Linked DNA regions of Canis lupus: region 1 is linked to region 2. A link is a contact called in public Hi-C data. All regions are on one chromosome and are shown on one strand. The core of a region is the stretch at or near the end of the contact, and the rest is flanking DNA. Distances in the headings are between cores, read along the strand shown.

Region 1 (6,394 bases), core at 3,057-5,556, 520 kb before region 2:
AAGGAGTAGTATACCATTCTAGTGCATCATGTGGCTTTCACCTAGGTTCATTGGCTGTTAATATTTTATCGTGTACCCTTTCTCTTTCTCTCTGTCTTCCTCAACATGCACCTTATATGTATGTGAATATGTACACACATGTGTATATATACATATATGCCGAACCATTTGCAAGTAAATTATAAGTGTCCTGACATTCCCTCCTAAATGCTTTGGTACGCATCTTCTGAGAACAAAACCATCGTCCTTCATAATCCCAATGCTATTATCAGACCCGAGAATAATAACGTTGATGTGTTAAAGGAAAATTTTCAAAAAGGTTAAATCATGACTCTCATCCAGATATAAAATGAATATATGTCAAAGATTTTATTTAACTCATGATTAATGAGGGCACTGCAAGGTGTCACAACCAGTTCAAAAGAGAATCCAAAGAACCATCACATTTATAGATGAGGAATGTTGAAAGGAATGAGCAAGTGGAGGCAGAACTGGCTTTGTGTCTATGAATCAAGATTGTTTTGCATTGCTCTCTACCATCTACAACTTACTGAGTTGTAAAACAGCCCAAAGGCAATGAAAGTGACAGAGCCCCTACAGAAATGGAATTAAATAACCCTGAGGGATGTGCTCTAGACCAGGCATTGACAAGTGTTTTCTATAAAGGGCCAGATAGTAAATATTTTAGGTTTTTGCAAACCATATGGTATTTAAACACAAAAGTAACCATAGACAGTCTGTGAAGGAATGAGTGTAGCTTTGTGCCAATAAAACTTTGTTTATAAACATAGGTGGCAGTCCCTATCTGACACCCTAGCTATAGTTGAGGGGACGCTTCCCTAAAGAATGCATAATTTCCCATTGATGCACAAATTTTCTCCAACAGATATAAAACTGAGATGCCATCATGAATTGAATTGTGTCCCTCTTCAAAATTCATATATTAAAGTCCTCTTCCCAGTACCTCAGATTGTGACTGTCTGTAGAGGTAGGATCTTTAAAAAAGTAATTAAGTTAAATGAGATCATGAAGTTGGACCCTAATTCAATAGGACTGGTGTCCTTATTAGAATCAGAGATTAGGACACAGACACATACAGACAGAAGACCGTGAGAAGACACAAAGAGAAGATGGCCCTCCATAAGCCAAGCAGAGAGGCCTCAGGAAAAACCAACCCTGACCACACCTTGATCTCAGACTTTTAGCTTCAGGATTGTAAGAAATAAATTTCTGTTGTGTAAGCACCCCACCCCCACCTCTGCCTTGAGCATGGTACTTTTGTTATGGCAGCTGGAGGAGACTCACACAGATGTCTTTCACTTGTGAAAAGATGGCTATCTAATTAAGAGAGTAGATTAGACACTTTTCTCCCTAAAGTTATCTTATCAAGTCAATATGTCAAGAAGCACTTCAAAGTAAGAATGGGGAAAAGGTTTTGATGTCAAGTAAGTTTAGCAATATAGCAAACAGTAGTTCCTTCTTAAAAATCTGCTCTGATCTCTGAAGGTCGAAGCTCTTGAGATGTCCCACATGTTTTAACTTGGTATGACCAAGAGTTTCCCAAAGTGGAATGCCTTTTTTTAAAGATGTGATTTTTAAAAATTTTTTAAAATTTATTTTTATTTTTAAAGATTTTATTTATTCATGAGAGACACACAGAGGGAGGTAGAGACATAGGCAGAGGGAGAAGCAGGCTCCCGGAGGGGTGTCTGATGCAGGATGCCATCCCAGGACCCTGGGATCATGACCTGAGCCAAAGGCAGATGCTCAACCACTGAGCCACCCAGGTGCCCCTGAATTTTTTAACGTTTATTTTTTTTAAAGTAATCTCTACATCCAACTCAAACTCACAACCCCAAGATCAAGAGTCACATGCTCTTCCAGCTGAGCCAGCCAGGCGCTCCAAGGTTACAATTCTTAATAATGAATCCAATATTCTTGGAATATGCTTTGGAAACATGAGGGCGAGCAAAAGGTATTCTGGGAATGTAAAGGCACTTGTGGACTGATTCTTGGGAAGTGGAGGATCCAGAAGGCTAAGACGAGAATGTAAGTCTGTTCCAGGCAGGGGCAAGAGGGGGACTCTTGTGCCCAGAGCTGGGAGACGGTGACATGGGAAGGAGAATGTGAAGGGCCAGACAGCTCAGAGATGATTGCTCACGGTGCTGTGTCAGAGGAAGGGTAGTTATCTCTGTTTTCCAGGAGAAACTGGGGCCTCAGTATCCTGTTGTAGAATAAGTAATGGAATTCAGAACACCTGGCCTTTGGTGTCTTCCTCTGGGGCCCTGGTGATCACCTCCCAACAGGACTTCAAAGCCCTCTAAGCCCTCCTTGCGGGAACGACGCCCCGATGGGGCGAAAGCGGGGATGGTGCCTGCAATGCAAGCCCGGAGCCACCAGATGGCGCGCGGAACCCGCAGTGCCCGAGCGCCGGCCTCTGGTTGGTCCCGGCGCAGGCCCAAGGCCCAAGGCCCAAGGCCCAAGGCCCAAGGCCCAAGGCCCAAGGCCCAAGGCCCGTAGGAAATGTGTTCCTGTGTCTCCTCCTGCCAGCGTCCTGCAAGGTTTTCACTCTTTAGAAAGCTCATCTCCAGAGGAGCCCGTGAAACCCCATACTGCACAGCTGTGCTTTTCCTGCCCTTTCGCTCCTGGGGACATGTCAGCCGCATTTCCCCTGGTCTTGAGGGTTTCAGAGCCGAGTCTCTTCTTGCCTGTTTGTTCCGCTGGAACTCGAAGTAGGCAGCACTTAGCTTCCATTTTGAAGCCCCCAATCCCGATGAAATGTAATCACTGGGGAAAAAAAATATCTCAAGGATTGTTTATTAGGGCAACCACATCTGGCATGAAAAGAGGCTGCAAACACTTTGTTACTCTGGTCTTCTGACTGCTAAGGGGGGGGGCGGGTGGCGAATGGTTTTTACGTAATCCCAAACCTCAGCCTCGAAGAGTTAATGATGTTACTCATGCCACTGGGGCATGAAAGAGAAGCTTGCGTTTTTGGGTGGTTATTGCTTGCCCAGAGCGTTGGAATGAGCCATCAGGCTGAGGGCCAAGGTACTCGGGCCACCCATGCAGTGAAATAATCCTCAAGAAATGCACTGCCTGGAATGGAAATGAAAGTAAAGCGAACAGTCATTCCAGGGCATTTACTAAATATTCCTGACAGTCATTCAGTCTAAAGTTTGCCTGATTCTCAATGCTGCAAATCTGAGATTTGGAATATGTTACAAAGATCACAGGAAATGATTGAAATCAAGCAGTTGGAAAACTCTTGTTCTTGTCAAGCTCCAGGTCGTAACAGTGAGCTCTGTTCTTATTTCAGTTCCAATAGGAATGAATAATTAATAACCCACTTTTTGAATGGAAAGTACATTTCAATGGATGAGTGATGCTTTCAGAAGGCCCTCTGAGGGTTATTGTTTATTTCCTTATTTCCTTCATTCTGAAGTGGGACCCTGGGTGAGAAGAAAGAAGCAATATTCAAATGTAGGATGGCCTACATTTTTGACTCATAGGAGACGCATGTGAATACAGAAAAGCGGAATCTAATGTTGACATCGGCATCTACTGTCTAGGCACTCTGTTCCAGGTCTTGGAAGTACTTGCTTACTCTTCAGTGTGATCGTTGGCATTGGCCTGGTTTTTCAGATGAGGAAATCAGGCTCAGAGAGGTTAAGTAGTTTGCTTAAAGTCACACAGCTAGTAGATTCCAGGACTACAAGTTGGAACCATGTATGCCTGACTTCACAGCCCGGGTCCATTCTCTTTCCGCCACGGCATTTAGCAAACGCGCAGGAGCGCCACGCTGGGAATGATCTAGGAGGTCATTTAGGCGAACCCTCGAAATAATGTAGCCATTCTTCTGGTGTTCTCCACTAAGTCAAAAGCCAAACAGGTATAAATATGCCTGAAATCCAAAGCTGAAGCCTAAAGAAATAAAAGCAACTCTTCAGAATGCAGGCAGAGGGCAACACATAATGCTGCTATGAGTGGGATGGCCATGGCATCCTGAGGTTCTGTGTGCTGTAAATAAGAGACTCGGGGGGAATGCTACTATCTCAGAGTCCTCTGCCCTGGATCCCCCCTACAGGTCCCAGAAGGAAAAGTCATGCTCAATAGCACCCACTCAAATCTACAGAAAGCCACCTAAGTGGAGTGAGTGTGGGTGACGGGCTTCAGGCCACACAAGTTGGTGGCAGAGCCAGAACTATTTCTGCCACTTACTGCCATGTCTCCATTGTACCCTCGTGCTGCTTGTCCTTGCTACCTCACACGTCTCTCACCATGACTAGCTCTGTGTGAATTTGGTGAGGAAACCCAAAACCAGGTTTCAGTTTTCATTACATACCGGAAACTTGGCCTCAGATCACTAAGAGGTTCACTGTGGTTTGTGAACCTTTTAAGCAGATGGAGCCAGGCTCCTGCCATACTTCTGCCCCCACTGATGCCAGCAGGGATTTATGGGTGTGAGCGGGAAGCGGGACCTGTGGAGCACACATTGCCATGTGCCAGGTGCAGGCTGGCCTGGTGTGACACGGGGCATCCAGGAGCCTCTGCAAATCACAGCTGCGGAGTTTCTCTGAGCTCTGGGTTTGGGGGGAATGGCTTTCCGGAGAGAGAGGAAAGGAGGGGAGGGGATGATTTAGGAGGTGTGCCTATTCATTTGCAAATGAAGTTATGGAAGTTGCTAGTGAGATTTATATAGGTAATTAAGTGATAATGGCTGTGTAAGGCTGCTTGAGTTGGATTTCCTGTAAAACAACTGAAAGGACCAAGGCCTTTTTGAGCAATGTCTTATTGTTTAGCATTTTCAAAAACAATTTCGGTTTCCACAGTACTTTGTACTTGCTAAATAGTGACTCCTCAAAGCACCCTTGGAGGGCATCCCCCAAAGACTGGTGGTCTCCATGCAGGGCACATAGTAGATCACCCCCACTCCCACCCCAGGCGATTGAAGGAGGGACCAGAAGACATCCTTCGATTGGCCTGGCTAAGCAGAGAATGCTTTGTTTTGTTTTAAATCATCAAGATCCTCTGAAAAACCAGCCTAGAGTGATCCAGTTTAATTAAGGGGACCAAGCAAACTATGAAGAAACCAGGTACAAACACTGTGCAAGGATCTTGTAAGAGTTCAAGTCCAAACTGCTGTGTAAAAGAGTGATGGCTGTCTTCCCAAGCCAGCTGTCCATGGGGGCCAGGATACCCACTAGAGTGGGAGAAAAGAATAAAGGAGAAAAGTGAGAGTCTGAGTCCAATCCAGACTGGATAATCAGTCCTCAATTAGATTAATTAATAGCTGCTTTCTCTCTATATATGTTATTTTATATTTGGAAAGACAGAAAGACTCGCTTATCTACATATGTGTGCCAGAATGAGGGCCATTTCTTAGAAAGTGATGGGCTGTGGCTTTCTGATTTCTGATTCTTTCTTTTCCTTTGGTGGAAAGGAAATAAATGGTGAAAGTCGAAATAAATATTCAGCCCCAGGACGAAGCGTGTAGAAGACACTTGAAGAGATAATGTACTGTTTTGAACATTCGAGGTGCAGCCTGCTTAATGGGGAGTGCTGAAAAGCTCAGCTTCTTTTCATGTTTGTCCTCTTTTGGGGTTTTAAAATACTCTTTCAATTCTTTCGGTTCTATGGGCGAGGGCTCGAGGGCTTGCACGTCTGTAAGCTGAGAGACAGGTTTTGAAAATTATGGTGCACCTTGATTCAGTGAAAGAAGGTAAGTGCTGACTTTTCCCTTTGCGTCTTTGGGTTGGTATCTGCAGCCAACATCTATAAATAAACCTCGTAGTAGGGGATTCAGTGAGGCACAAAAGCACGGCGGTGGTCCATATCAGACACTCGCTCGATATCTATCTAGTTGGAATAGAAAAGAAAGTGCCAAACAAGAGGCACCGTCAGAAGTTCAGAGGGGGCCTCTTTTGGATGCTGTGGCAAGATGAGGGAAGTTCAAAGAGAAGAGGAGGTGGTCGTGCTGGGTCCTGAAGCAAACCTATGACTAAGGTCGCAGGAGGGAGAAAAAAGAGAGATCCAGGAATCAAAGCTGGGCTGGGCCCGCTGGTGCCTTGTCAATACTGAGAGGTCACTGGGAGAGGCAAATCAGAGGGCCGGATGCCGGATAAGGAATTCCAAACGTGCCCGTGTACTCAAGAGGAGACTTTATTGTCCTCAGAATCTGAATAGAAAATAAGCCAAATTAATAAATGTGTCATCAGATGTCTAAAAGTGGAACGTGCCAACGCAGTATCGCAACGGAACCCAGCCATTGTGTAGTTATCGATTGACGTGGAGGGTGGGGGTGTTTGAACATGACTTACATGAAAGGGGAGGGGGTGCCTCCAAAACTAAGAGCGACTGGGGTCCAGCCCTTGGCTATGCGGGGAGGAGAACT
Region 2 (6,414 bases), core at 237-2,736:
AGAGGTCAAATCCAAACAAGGCTGAGGCCAGGCCTGCCTGTAACAAGTCCTAGGCGGGCATCAGCAGGAAGATCACTGGCAGTGGCATAAGAGTGGCTCCTTGTGGGACAGGAGCACATAGAGGCCAGGGGCTGAGGAAGAAGATACACAGGGTAGAGCTCTGGCCAGGCAGAGGACACAGATGCTGAGAGCCACAGGGACTTTCAGGAAGACTGAGGTCCATCCTGGGAAGCAGAGAGGACACCGTGGTGACACTCCATCCCCTGCCTGGGAAAGGACTCACAGAGCCGAGCTGATGGGACAGCACCAGCACCTGGAGGGGCTCTACAGTCCTGCCACCTGGACTGGTACCAGGACAGCCCACCAGGCACAGTAGGGAAGCTTTGGGCAGCCAGGTGGACACGTGCTACCCCACACCTGACCTGAACCGGGCTGCTGAGGATGCCTGCCCAGAAATCTGATTGGCTGAGAGATTTCAGCTTCTTTCTAGAGGACCAACGTGAAAAGTGTGTACACTTGGGAGCTGACATAGTCCTCCCTTCCTCAATATGGACTAGGAAGCAGAGTCTTTCTGCAGAGAGGATACAAACTTAAGAACTCTGCAAGAGAGAGCATAGAAACTAATAGAAAAACTGCCAGCCTCCCCCTCAATTCTGTGAGCTATCTGATATTTTCCCAACAAACCTTAACGAAGTTTGATTTCTGGTGCTTGCAACAAAAGACCTAGACTGGCCATGCATGTTATCACATCGAGTTCCTATAACATAACCCTATGAGGGCAATACTCTTAATTGCCTTGAACACACAAGGAAGTTAAGGGAAGCTCTCCAGAGCTTGGATCTGCTCCTGGACAGTCAACTTTCAAAACCCATTGTCTTCACTAGAGTGCTGTACACCTCTCCAAGGTGACCTCTCCTCAAGCATAGAGAAAGGAAATTGAAGGAGATAATATTCGAATTTAAGTTTCTTTCTTTCTTTCTTTCTTTCTTTCTTTCTTTCTTTCTTTCTTTCTTTCTTTCTTTTTTTCTCTTTCTTTCTTTCTTTCTTTCTTTCTTTCTTTCTCTTTTTTTTTTTTTTTTTTCGAATCTGAGTTTCTGCTATTGGCCAACACATCCACGCTCATTACAGGATGCACCCATTGAGGAGGAAGCATGCAAGTAAGTGGCCATGAACCGTCTACATCCAGAGCCAACACCATGTCTGGACCAGAGCAAACACTCCAGCCTCAAATCCCCATTGCTCATGCCCCAGCTCCTTGTTCACCTTTCTTGATTGGCCTTGAGCTCACATGACTATAATCACCTGCTTTTGTTCCTTGTCTCCATGGAGACTGTGAGCTCAATGAGGGGGAAGAGACCACTTACTGGGCAGTCTTTGCATCTGCTGCCATGCCTTCCTTTTGCACAAGCAAGCCCTCACTAAATGTTTGTTGAGTAAATAAAAGAGTGAATGATGCACACGAATATGCAGGTCTCCTACCAGGTGAGTACACTGGTGGGGGAACCAGTGAAGACAGGCCAGTACTCTGCAGTGCTTACACCTGGCACTAGAGAGCACCCATGCACACCAAGAAGGTGCTTCTGAGAAAGAGTGGAGGTGAGATTTTGGTAGAGAGTTTTCAAGGAAGAACGCTGATGTTCATCTATAAGATCTCCTTGACTGAAAGTCTGCAGTCTTGCACAAATGAGCCAGTCTCAGCAGGACACACTGTACTGATCAGGGTTCTCCAGAGAAATAGAATCAATAAGATATATACGCATGCTATAAAGAGATTTCTTATAAGGAATTTGCCCATAGATCCATGGAGGCTGGCAGCCCTAAATCTGCAGCATGGGTGAGCAGGTTCAAGATCCAGGACAACCAATGGCGCAGATGAAGTCCAAAGGCCATCTACTGGAAAGGCCCTCTTATTGAAAGACATAAGTCTTTTTGTTCTACCCATGCCTTCAACTGATTGGATGAGGCCCACCCACATTAGGGAGAGCAATCTATTTTACTCAAAGTTCACCAATTTAAATGCTAACCTCATCTGAAAACACCCTCCAGTTGACACATAAACTCTATCGCCACATATACACACTTTAAGCTTTTGGCCCAGAGGCGATGATCTTTCGTGGAGACCTGCATTTCTCTCTCTCTCTCTCTCTCTCTCTCTCTCTCTCTCATCCTTTCCTAATAATCCTGTAATGAGTGTGAAGCACTAGAACAAAGATCTGTTTCCTCCCAAAGAAACCCAAAAGTTACATTGATCACTGTTCTTCTCATGTGCATCCCCCAGAAGGAAATGCAGGGAACACGACCCATAAGAGTGGTTGTAAGCTAAACTTCTGAGGGCATTATCCTAACCTACAGGACTTAAATACACTGTTAGCAGATTTTTAGTCAATGTTTAAAAATGAGCTGACAGATGCCTGGGTGGCTCAGCAGTTGAGCATCTGCCTTCGGCTCAGGGCATGATCCTGGGGTCCTGGGATTGAGTCCCCCATTGGGCTTCCCACAGGGAGCCTGCTTCTCCCTCTGCCTGTGTCTCTGCCTCTCTCTGTGTGTGTCTCGTGAATAAATAAAATCTTAAAAAATAAAATAAAATGTGTTTGGGAGTATTCCCTCCACAATTTTTAAAAAATGAGCTGATCATCCCTAAAGGCCTGTGAACTGACTGTAAGGAATTCCACTGGAGATGAGTAATTGGGAAGACAAAGGGAAAGATTTTTCTCACTTAGCTAACACAGCTAAACTCACAGATAGGAAGGAGCTAGTCGTATATTCACTAATTGGAGTCATGTTTACATTCCCATTGCCAACGGGAAACATTTGCTGGTTTCAAGGAAATCTCCTGAGTTCAGGGTAATGGTTACAACTTCTCTACTTTAGGGAAGTCCTGGGAGAGGACCCAGAATGGGCAATTTCATAAGTGACCGCTTGCTAAGACAAGGCACAAATTTGCTGTACTGGTAAATCATTTTCTTTCACCATACAACGGTCAAAGTTACTGCCATCAGTGAAAATGCTCATTATTCTTTCATGTTGAGAACTAACAACTATTCTCAGGGAGAAAACCTTTCATCTGTGTTTATGCGGTATCAGCATAATAAAAGACCTTTTGTTTAAAGCAAAATTAGTTCATTCATAATAGATTCACAAAAACCATTGGAAAAAAGAAAAACCATGTTGAATCATGTGAGATACACTCTGCTTTGCAATCCAATTTTTAAAATAAGGCTTCTAAGTATATAACATGAATCGTGCCCTAGCGGGGTGTCTGTGATGGAAGCAAGCCACTGGGTCCTGGAGAGACAAAGCAGCCGAAAAACGTTCTTTTTGGTGGGGATGTTCTTCTACCGCGGCAGGCAACCTAAAGCATATTCTTCTTATTAGGTCACATCCTATTCTTCAACAGTCCGCTGAAATACCTACGGCCAATTCTGAGCAATGGTCCTCCCCTTGGAGATGCAGGTGGCTGCCACCCACTCACGTAATGTTCTGCGAAGTAAAAGGACCATAATCAAAACGCCGGTTATAGACGATCCCACCAAACACGGAGGCAAAATACTAAAGTTCAGACTGTAGGAACAGCATAGAAGAGAGCCTGAACAGATCATACAGGAAAGGTTACAGATCACTTCCTTTCTACAGTCAAATTAGCCTCTTGCCTGGCTTTTCGGTGGGGGGGTGGGGGTAGGGGGAGGAGGTGGGTGTTAGCCATTAGAAAGGTGCAAATAGGACCACTCTAGGGAAGAAAACACCCCAAGCAGTAGTAAGGCCAAAAAGTGCCCTCCTCTCCTTCATTTGGGGGGATCGACAGGGCCCTGTAGCTACTTTGTAAACTTGAAGCCTAGGAGTGGGGAGGAAGGGGTCTTCCGGTCAACATTTTCTTTTCCCAAAGCAACCAGGGCCTGTGTCAGGAAGGCTCCCCGCAGGCCAGTGGCTGCTGGGATGTGCGGGCTCTGCTCCTGCTTCATCGACAGGGGGGCTTGGGAGAGCAGGGCTGAGGGGGCCAGCACCACGCCTGGCCCCAACAGATGTGCTTCCTCCACTTGTCAACACAGGAAAAAGAATGGAGTGTGAAACTCTCGGGATCTGTGAGAAACTATGTGGTCTGGAGGAAGATCACTGAGAAGTTTTTTGATGCAAAAGACATTGTGAAATGGGTTTCGGGAGGAGAACTGTACTTTCCCACTGCGCAGTGCGCTTTTCGCAGCCGGGCAGAATGTTGGTGTCACCAGCAGGTCCAGCTCAGTCCTCTTCAAAAGGGGGACGGAAGGGGAGTCAGTTGGTGAGGGGTGGGGTGTAGGTGACTCAAGGAGAAACAGAACTAAATTCCTAGTCTCTTGACCCTTTGTTTCTGGAGGACTGATGATCGGACATCAGTGGGTTTTTAGCCTTTCGAGTTCAGGTTTGCTATCTCCTGCAGCACAGTGATAGGATCACCCCAAATGTTCTCAGAGTTTCCTACTCAACTGTAGAAGAAAGGGCAGCAGGCCATATGGTGGCTCCAGGCAGAGCCAAGGGACAAGGACTCCTCCCAGTACACAAGAAAAAGGTGAAGACTGCCCAAGAAAGACAAAAAAAAGTAAAGTAGTAAGAAATGCTCGAGATGGACAGAGAAAAGAGGGAGAGGACAAATTAAAATGAACCTTGTTATCTTAGGAAAGTTTTGTCAAGTTGTGGGTCCTTCCTTACTGCTTAATCCTGATGAGCAGGTAGTCTTCCCTTTTTGCCTTAGTTGCCAGGAAGCTCAGAACTACATTCTGGACTCCATGACTGTAGCTTTCCTTAGCCTAAGTTTTCTCCTGCTGGGGTTATTACAAATCATTTCTGGAGTAGGGAGGAAGACCACGTTTGTGATTTTCTGCTATCTGCCATCTATCTACTCCTCCTCTTTTGTTAACTGGACACCAAATTCCCTCTAGGAAACTATGGTTCCCTACCCCTTAGCCCCTGCGCTTCGGGGAGAGGGTCCCACCTCCATCCCAGGGGAGAGGCATGTAACCAAGACACAAGTCAGTCCATTGCTCTATCTCCCTTGCCTCAGCATCGGGTTATAGGTGGGCAGATGAGCCAGTGAGGTCCTAAGAACATTTTGCCAGGAATTGGGGAGCGGGGGTGGGGTGGGGGTGCTAGGAATTGTTCCTACCGGACTAGCAGGTGGAAAGATACAAGTCCAAAGCCCTTACAGCTGCATTGTGACCACAAGGGAAGCATCTGCTGGAAAACAGCTAAATCTAGAGTGAGGCCCCAGGATGAGGAGAGATAGGAAGGCAGGTCCAGGATATGCCTATGAAGCAGCAGCTCCTTCATCTGCTTTAGTTTGATCTGGATTTGTCACAGCAGAAAGCGTCCCAACTGACACAGCAGATAGAGAGAAAAAAGCCACACTTTTATTTTCTCTTACTATGAGAATAATATGTGGTGAAGGCGGAAATTTTAAAAATATAGGAAACTGTGAGAAAAATATCACCCCAATCCCATAACCTAGAGATAACAGTAAAATGGACTGACTGTTCTCAGAGTTTTGCTTTGAAGCCAGGAAAGAAAACATCACTTGTGACCACCTTCCAACATGCAGTTACCCTAAACCCAATACTGTCTCGAGTTATCCCACTGAAGCCACTCGGAGAGAAAGTCTATTTCCTTTCTGTGTAGCTTCGGTGGATAGTTCTGGTAGGCCTCTGGCTTAGATTTAACAATTTTTTTCACCCTCCAAGTTCAAAAGCCATACATTTGGCTCAGCACCACAAGGTTTTTCTTGCTAGAACAGCTGAGCAGCTTGAGAGCTGCTTGTCTCAGAGGAGCAGCTGGCATTTCAGGTTGGCCCGGTCACCTTTCAGAAGCCACTGGGACAGTGGGGGACAGGGAACCAAGTGGAGGCAGCACCAGGCCTGCCAAGCTGCTCAGTGGTTGTCTGCACGGGCCTGGGAGGTGAGCAGGGTCCTCAGTCCCAGGCCTCTGGCTCCACTGGCAGGTCGCTTTGAATCAACAGCAAAATGCTGCTGTCATGAGTCTCCCACAAAGGCTGTATAGCATGCTTTCTGTTTCTTTTCTCTTGTTAAAGTTTTCTTACAGAAAGAGTAGAAAGAATACAGTGTAACAGGCATGGGCACATTGGTTCAATTTCACACTTCTTGAGCTTTGCCAGCTTGGCTTCATGTATTTCTTTTCTTACTAAAGTGTGTTATTTAATTTTTATGATATTTTTAAGAAGGCTCTACATCCAGCTGTGGGGTTTAACTCACAACCCTGAGCTCAAAAGTCACATGCTCCACCGACGAGCCAGCCAAAGCCCCTTGCTGAAGTGTTTTGAAGTAAACTATACATACTATAAGTGGATGTATCTGATTGCTGCTTCACAGTGCAATTTTCTCTTTTAATTTCCTATTCAAATTAGGTATCTAAGAAGGACAATGTGAAACAATT

What was found. Hi-C and Micro-C count contacts between places; a contact is called where the count stands out from the background.
Region 1: a Hi-C map of blood shows a contact between it and region 2, with 4 times the contacts expected there. The contact joins two enhancer-like sites. A contact is called at or near these places in 5 of 9 Hi-C or Micro-C datasets (amygdala, blood and liver).

What each region holds. Positions count from the first base shown.
Region 1 is chr4:5,710,818-5,717,211 of UU_Cfam_GSD_1.0, reverse strand. No RefSeq gene overlaps it. Among named protein-coding and RNA genes, the nearest start is that of TARBP1, 17 kb to the left of the region's middle. Within about 2 kb of position 4,306, at least 9 of the 20 cell types and tissues checked have an H3K27ac peak or open chromatin away from gene starts, as enhancers often do. A contact at or near this core is called in blood, where this site is marked.
Region 2 is chr4:5,191,628-5,198,041 of UU_Cfam_GSD_1.0, reverse strand. LOC119871434 (a long non-coding RNA gene) reads right to left here. Exons shown (of 3, transcript XR_005357748.1): 3 at 3,151-3,480. Among named protein-coding and RNA genes, the nearest start is that of TOMM20, 37 kb to the right of the region's middle. Within about 2 kb of position 1,486, at least 2 of the 20 cell types and tissues checked have an H3K27ac peak or open chromatin away from gene starts, as enhancers often do. A contact at or near this core is called in blood, where this site is marked.